Linked DNA regions of Mus musculus: region 2 is linked to region 1. Evidence: chromatin contacts called from public promoter capture Hi-C data. All regions are on one chromosome and are shown on one strand. Each heading gives the region's core, a stretch centred on a gene start, on an enhancer-like site or on the middle of the called end of the contact. The rest is flanking DNA. Distances are from core to core; before and after follow the strand shown.

What was found. Promoter capture Hi-C pulls out the DNA fragments that hold promoters and counts their contacts.
Region 2: a contact with region 1 is called in a promoter capture Hi-C map of trophoblast stem cells, with 2.0 times the contacts expected there. The contact joins the enhancer-like site here to the promoter of Chac1 in region 1. A contact is called at or near these places in 9 of 39 promoter capture datasets (cranial neural crest, embryonic stem cells, hematopoietic stem and progenitor cells and 1 more), 1 of 15 datasets of contacts at CTCF or cohesin (embryonic stem cells), 8 of 484 Hi-C or Micro-C datasets (embryonic stem cells and induced pluripotent stem cells), 4 of 115 datasets of contacts at active chromatin or transcription factors (embryonic stem cells and large pre-B cells) and 3 of 9 other capture datasets (adipose tissue, embryonic stem cells and pancreatic islet).

The regions. Positions count from the first base shown.
Region 1 is chr2:119,349,442-119,353,173 of GRCm38.p6, reverse strand. It overlaps Chac1 (ChaC, cation transport regulator 1), which reads right to left and starts at 1,932. Exons shown (of 3, transcript NM_026929.4): 1 at 1,538-1,932; 2 at 782-817. The coding sequence starts at 1,771.
Region 2 is chr2:119,490,243-119,493,974 of GRCm38.p6, reverse strand. No RefSeq gene overlaps it. Among named protein-coding and RNA genes, the nearest start is that of Ino80, 14 kb to the right of the region's middle. Within about 2 kb of position 1,919, at least 29 of the 459 cell types and tissues checked have an H3K27ac peak or open chromatin away from gene starts, as enhancers often do. A contact at or near this core is called in trophoblast stem cells, where this site is marked.

The sequences.
Region 1 (3,732 bases), core at 683-3,182:
GACACTCCAGTCAGTCACAGAGCTTGATGCTGGTCCTGTGTTCATTCTAGAATGTTCCCCTAGACACATTCCACACCTATGTTCTATAAAAGAGGTGGAGGGGGTGGGGAGACGTCTCAAGGGATAGAGGTAGTTGCTACCATGCCTGATGATCAGATAACCTAAGTCCAATCCCTGGGACATGAATGGTCGGAGGAAAGAATCGACTTCCATCTTGTCGTCTTGCTTCCACATCTGACCTACAGCGTGTGCACATGCGTGCATGTACAAATAGATGTAATTTTGAAGTTTTATGTGTATGGACGTGTGTGCCTGGCGACCTGTGATCTTGGTGGTCAGTCAGAAGAGTCTGATTCCCTGGAACTGGAGCTACAGATTGTGAGTTACTGTGTGGGTGCTGGGTATCAAATCCAGGCCCTTTGGAGAAGCAGAAGGTGCTTCTGACTCCTGAGCCATTTCTCCATGAAGCTTTAAAAAAAAACTAACGTGTTTGACTGGCTGCTGAGCCACCCAGAAGCAATACCCTTCACCCTATTTCCCTTGAGTTTTGTTTATTTTGAGACGTCTCATATAGTACAGGGTGTCTGACCCAGGATTCATTATGTAACCAAGAATAACTCTGAACTCACAGAAATCCATCTTAATAAGACCCTCCCTCAAGTGATTCTCCAAGAAGCATGGAGTAAGCTAGCTACACTTCCACTCTCCCCACACAAGAGCTCTGACCCTCTGCACCCTGATACATCAGACCCCAGGATTCTCTTCTTGACTGCACACTTACCTCACGGTCTTCAAGGAGGGTCACCACTCGGCCAGGCTAGACAGGGAAGAAAGGTTTTGAAAAAGACAAATTAGATATTAGCACTTCCGAAAGGACTATGAATGAACCTTATTGACATGGGGGGCTTGCCTGTCATGCACAAGACCTTAGATTCAATCTCCAGCAACACACACACACACACACACACACACACACACACACACACACACACACACACCTTTAGTCCTGTTGTGACTTGAACCTGTAGTTCCAGCACTTCAGCACCAGAGAGAGAGATTTGTCACAAGTTTGAGGCCACATAGCAAGAAATAGGTAAGATGGAGGAGGGGGAAAAAGAGGGGGGAGAAGAGGAGGAGGAAAAGGAGGAGGAGGAGGAAGAGGAAGAGAAGAACAAGGAGGAAGAGGGAGAGGAAGAGAAGAGGAAGAGGAGGAAGAGGGAAAGGAAGAAGAGGAAGAGAAGGAAGAGGAGGAAAGAGTGCCAGCCTAAGCCCCAAGCCTGGGAGAGGACCTTTCATCGAGTGACATGGAGTGATGGGCAGATGTGGAAGAGACAAACAACGAGCGGCCCAGATTAGTAACCAGCACAAGAATCCACAGGTGCAATCACCAACCTGATTTCCAGGCACACAAATTTAAACCACAAACCAGGTTTACAATTTTCTCTTAGTTAGCCCAGGGTCCCTGCCACTCCAGGATACGAGTGCCCACTCTCCTGCCAACCCCACTCCACTCCTCTGGGCACAGAAGGATGCTCACCATCTTGTCGCTGCCCCTATGGAAGGTGTCTCCCTGCCAGAACCGTCGGCTATAGCCACGAACGAAGCCCACACGGCTGTCACTATAGGCAAAGTCCGGCTTCCACACTAGGGAGCCGTACCCGAAAATCCACAGGGCTTGGGGGTCGCCATCCCCCCAGGAAGGCTGCGCGGATGATGGTGCAGGGGACAGTGAAGGAGGCGGAGTGCTCTGGGATGCGGACTCCTGCTTCATGGTGCCGGGCGCAGGGACGGACCCGGGTGGCCTCCGAGACTGGTCTCCGGCACGGGCACGGAAGGACCGACGGACGCGTACACCTGGCCTGGCACCGATCGGTCGTTCCAGCTGAGTGGTCCCTCCAGAGGCGCTCTTTAAACCCTCCGGCCAGGAAGGCCCTCAGACTGCCTCCAGCTGTCCCTATGATTGGGGCGGGGCAAATCTCTTTCTGGCCAATCACCTTTAGATTTTGCTTCTCGGTTAACCGCGCCGCCCTCCGAGTGGGTACCAGAGCAGCCCGCCCCAGGGCCAACGCGCGTGCTGATTGGTTCGGCTCCTCCTCCCGTGGCAGACCTGGCAGGAGTGATGCAACGGCAGGGAAGGTTTCCCCAGAACTGGCATGCAGCAAGGGCGAGTCAGATTGCGTCAGGCTGCTGGCACCGGGAACGGGCCTTAGAATGGGCGCGGGCACCCGCCGTCTCCCGGGAAGGCCCTCTCAGTGGTCTAAACGGTGTCATCCCTGCAGTCCAGCCGGTGCACCTGGCAGAATCATTGCCGCCCAAAGCAGTGGCCAGTGCAGGGCACGACCAGTAGGAATACTTTGGGCGGCACGAATTCTTGCCTTTGGGGCCCCGCCTAAAAGCACGCACTGCAGAGAAGCTGTTTTGGACACCCTCCGCATTCCACTCTGGTGCCTCATACTGTTGCCCACGTGAACAGCTGGAGAAACTGAGTCACGGGGTGGTAAGGGGTTTTGCAAAGGCTGTAGTTGAGTCAGACTGGTTGGCACAAGCATGCAGGCCTCACGTGACGGCTACACCCGGGCCAAATGTGAGACCCCTGAGTTCAGGCGGGTTAGAAGAAAAGTCAAAACTAGACAGCCTTGGGCAGAGTAGTCACATTGAGGATGACTGTTAGTACCTGTGGTACAAAGCTACAAAGAGAAGAATGCCAGGCCACTTTCACCCCATGGGTACGGGTTTCATTCTCTCTAGCTTGAGATCTTGCAGCAGTGGGCAATTTACATAGGTACCAAAGTTTGGAGAAACGTTGGTTAAGGACAGCACAGAGGACTAAGGGCACCTGCAGCCTTTTCCCATAGCTTCTTGCCAGGCAGTGGGTATGGGCCCTGGCACTGACGTGGGCAACCAGGCACCAGCCATCTCCTTGGAAGTTCCTCTCTGCCTGAACCCTGCAAGAGTCACCATTGGGCTAGGTAGTGGTGTCACACTCCTTTAATCCCAGCACTTGGGAGGCAGAGGCAGGTAGGTGGATTTCTGAATTCCAGGCCAGCCTGGTCTATAGAGTGAGTTCCAGGACAGCCAGGGCTGCACAGAGAAACCCTGTCTCAAAAAATAGAGGGGAAAAAAAAAAAAAAACAGTCACCATTGGCAGGTCTCAGGATCTGTCTCCCCAAGAGCTCACCCTCTCTGGTGGAGCCAGTGCCACCCCAAACTGCAGGATGGAGGAGAGGTCGAGTTTTGCTTCCTAGGCAGCAGCAAGAGGCAGCCTCTCTGGGCATCTCTCATTGGGAAAGGGAAACAAAGAGCAGAAGGCCTTTCACTAGGGTGAACAAACAAGAGTGAGCTCCCTGGAAGTGGAAACTCAGTGAGTCTCCTTATTTAACTCAAAATTGTATGCACAGGGTAGATCCATCCCAAAAGAGATCCATCCCAAAAGTGTCTACACAATTGCCTCTCTCTCTCTCTCTCTCTCTCTCTCTCTCTCTCTCTCTCTCTTCCACTATCCTCTAGCTGGACTGACCTGGAATTACTATACATACATGCCTGAGATTCACAGAGAAACTCTCAAGCCTAGCATTCAGGAGGCCGAGGATAGAGACCTAGAGAATCGGGCCAGCATGGGCTACAAAGCAAAACCATGTCTCTAAATGAATAAATGTATGGATGAACGGAGTGGAAAGAAATACTCTTAAAAGTTGGAGGAACTTGTGTTTGTTTCGTTGGCGGGACTAGAAC
Region 2 (3,732 bases), core at 670-3,169, 140 kb before region 1:
TTAGAAATCCACCAACCAAATCAGCAAACTACCAACAAAAAACCTTACATCATTTTTTAGAGACCGCCTCCAAGATCCTGATTTGTTTTGTTTTGCTTTGCTTTTCAGGTATTATGATAGACTACACATTCTGCAATACCCTAAATCTGATTATAAGGTCTGAAGGATGGAGAGCAGAAGAGATAATGGAGAATTTAATAGAAGACTTGTGGACATTCCTGGTTGTTTATTCAAACTGACTTAAAATCACAGGCAGTTGAATCAGGAGCCATTTGATTCTAGAAGGAGTGAACTTTCACTATTTAATCAGCCATACTAACAAGGAAGAAACACACACACACGCACACACATATACGCACACACATATACACACACACATATATGTATATATATATATATACACACACACATACATACATTCTAGAAAGAGTGAACTTTTACTATTACCAGCCATACTAACAAGGAAGAGACTGATATATATATATATATATATATATATATATATGTGTGTGTGTGTGTGTGTGTGTGTGTGTGTGTGTGTGTGTGTGTGTGTGTGTAATTTGTTGTTGTATTTGTTATTGTTTTGTTGTTTTCTGAGACAGGGTTTCTCTGTATAGCCCTGGCTGTCCTGGAACTCACTCTGTAAACCAGGCTGGTCTTGAACTCACAGAGATCCGCCTGCCTCTGCTGGACTGCTGCCACATGCACTGCCACCACGGCTGGCTGAGACCAGCACATCTTAGACCACTGGCTGAGCCCCACAGCTCACCTTTCAAGCTTCAGGCAGTGAACTGGAAGGTTACTGAGGGATTAACAAGTTTAGTTACACAAGAGGAAGTAAGTTCAAGACAATTGGGTGAGGATAAAATCCCTGTGAATTATTTTTCTTCTTGAGACAAAGCCTCACCACTGACCTAGAACCCACTTTGGAGACCAGGGTGGCCTCAAACCCACAGAGGTCCACCTGCCTCTGGCTCCTGAGTATTAAATGTGGGCACTACCCCCTCCCCCTTTAAAGTACTGGAGATTGACTGTAGGGCTCTACATATGCTAGGTAAATGTTTTACCATTAAGCTATAGCTTTACCCCCTGTATGTTTTCTCATATCACTTCAAACACAACAGTGTCATGCTAGACCATATAATATACCACAGTATTTAAGAAATACTTCATTTAGGCTGGGTGTGATGGCCCAGCAATCAACAGGCAGAGTTTTGTCAGGTGGGTCTTGTCAGTTCAAGGCCAGTCTGGTCTACATAAAGAGTTCCAGGATTATCTGGGCAGTGGTGGTGCACGCGAAGCCCTGGCTGTCCTGGAACTCACTCTATAGACCAGGCTGGCTTCGAACTCAGAAATCCACCTGCCTCTGCCTCCCAAGTGCTGGGATTAAAGGCGTGTGTCACCACGCCCGACTGGCACATGCCTTTAATCCCAACATTTGGGAGGCAGAGGCAGGCAGGTTTCTGAGTTCGAGGACAGACTGGACTACTGAGTGAGTTCCAGGACAGTTCCTTTGGGTACAACTCCCAGTACCTCAAAGCAATAATAAAAAAAAAAAGTCCAGTGAATTTAAAACAAGAAGTCTACAGATCACCTCAAGCAAGTGCTTTTCTGCTACAGTGCTGCAGGCTGCACCTGAAGGGAGGAAAGCACAACTGTAACTTCAGGAAGGCACAATCCTCGTCTATCCTCCCCCACGTCCCCAGGCTCTACAGTGTGCTAAGTCAATGACCACTGTGCTGCCTTTTTTGTTGTTGTTGTTAACTTGACACAAGCTATAGTCATCTGAGAGGAGTGATGTCACCTCTGGGCTGGCGTTCCTGGCTCTCTAAGAAAGCAGGCTGAGTAAGACGTGAGGAGGCAGTCAGTAAAGCAGCCCTCCTCCATAGCTCCTGTGTCAGCTTCTGCCTCAAGGTTTCTGTCCTGTGTGAGTTTCTGTCCTGACTTCCTTCCGGATAAACAGTGCTGTGGAATTGTAAGCCAAATAAACTCTTTCCTCCCCAAGTTGCTTTGGTCATGGTGTAACCCTGATTAAGTCAGCCACCTATCAAGTGAATTAGACCTTTCAGCAACTCACTGTGCTGGTGTGAACAAGATTCCATCTCTTATAACCCTGAAATGCTAAAATAAAGCCTGCACACAGCCATCTCAACTAGCTACGCCACCTCACATAACCTGTGGTGCTCTGGTTTCTTGAGCCCCAAACTAATTATTGTGCCAGAGTAACATTATACAGCTGGCATTTTCTTAACAATGTATAGCCTGCCCACAGGCTATACTATCCATATACACAGGTATTTGCTATCCATAATTAAAGGAATTTGAATGGGGAAGTGTAGTCAGGGTGTGGCTAGTTTGACCACAGGAAGAATGTGTTCTGTTTGGTATGTTAGCTTTAGGGGGCTCAGTGGTAGATTGCTTGCCTAAAACACTGGCATTAGGGAGGTCAAGTTCTATTCCCAGAACTGAAAATAAAAACAGAAAAGAGAATCAACTTTAGAGTGGAAAAGGTTCAAAACTCTTAGAAGAGAAAACTGTTTTTATATAGTAATCAGTGTTCGGTTTAGGACTCTGGCACTAGGAACTAAGGTGCGTATTTTACATATCCCCACCTTAACCAGAAGGGGCTTTCACAGAGCTCAGGCTAAGCTTCAACTGGCTATTTAGCTGAAGATGCTCTGGCTTTGAGAGCCAATGTTGTTTTAAGTTTTAATTATTGTGCCTAAGAGACTCATGAAAGAAAAGTCCTTCTAACCTGTAAGCCCCTTGCCCAATGACAGATATCTCCTGAAATGCTGGCGGCAATTCTTTATGGGGGAAAACAACCACACTGGATGCGCTTGGTCACATGTAATCCACAGGAAATCTGTTAGGATGTTGTACACTTGCCTGATTGGATGTAGGCAGAGGTACATAGGCAGGAAGTATGTTAGCATATAAGCTTGCCCCTGGTCGAATCTGATGGGAAATACAGTGGCCTTATGGGTTGCCTTTTTATGCCACTGGATGTGACTCTTCACCATTTTCTGGGAACCCAGGAATGGACCTGACCAGAGTCCATCTTTCTGGCAGATATTTAATTAAAGCTTGCTTTAAATGTGGCTCAAAATTGTGGTAGTGGTGTTCCCAGTGGGATTAACACTGCCTACATTTCTCCAGTGTTGGGGTTAAGAACACCTGCTACCATGCCTTAGTGTTTTAGAAAGTTCATTATGTAGCTCAGTTACAAATCCCAATTCAATCTCCCATTCTTCAGTCTTGAAGAATGAGGCACAGTGACCTTCTGAGATGATGAGAATGTCCCCTTAGGCTCAGATGTTTAAATACTCAGTCCCCAGTGGATGTCCTATTAAGATAAGTTTAGGGGGTGTGTTCTTTCTGGAAGAAATACATACCTGGGGACTTTTGAGACTTAAAAGCCACACACCATTGCCATTTCATTCTCTGATTCTTGCTGTTGGTTCAAACTGCAAGCTCTAAGCTTGCTACTCTAGCCACAATGCTTACCACTTCGCCTCCATAAAGGACTCCTGTTCCTCTGGAGCCTACACAAAACCCTCTCTTTCTTTAAATTTGCTTTGGTCATGATATTTTATCACAGCAAGAGAAGTAGCTAATAAATGTGAGGCAGTGGTGCACATAAAGCGGAGGGATGAAACTGTTGCACATGAATTTGATGCACTCAATATTTCCTGCAGAAAAATTAAAGGTTCTGTGGAATCGCTGCTCAGT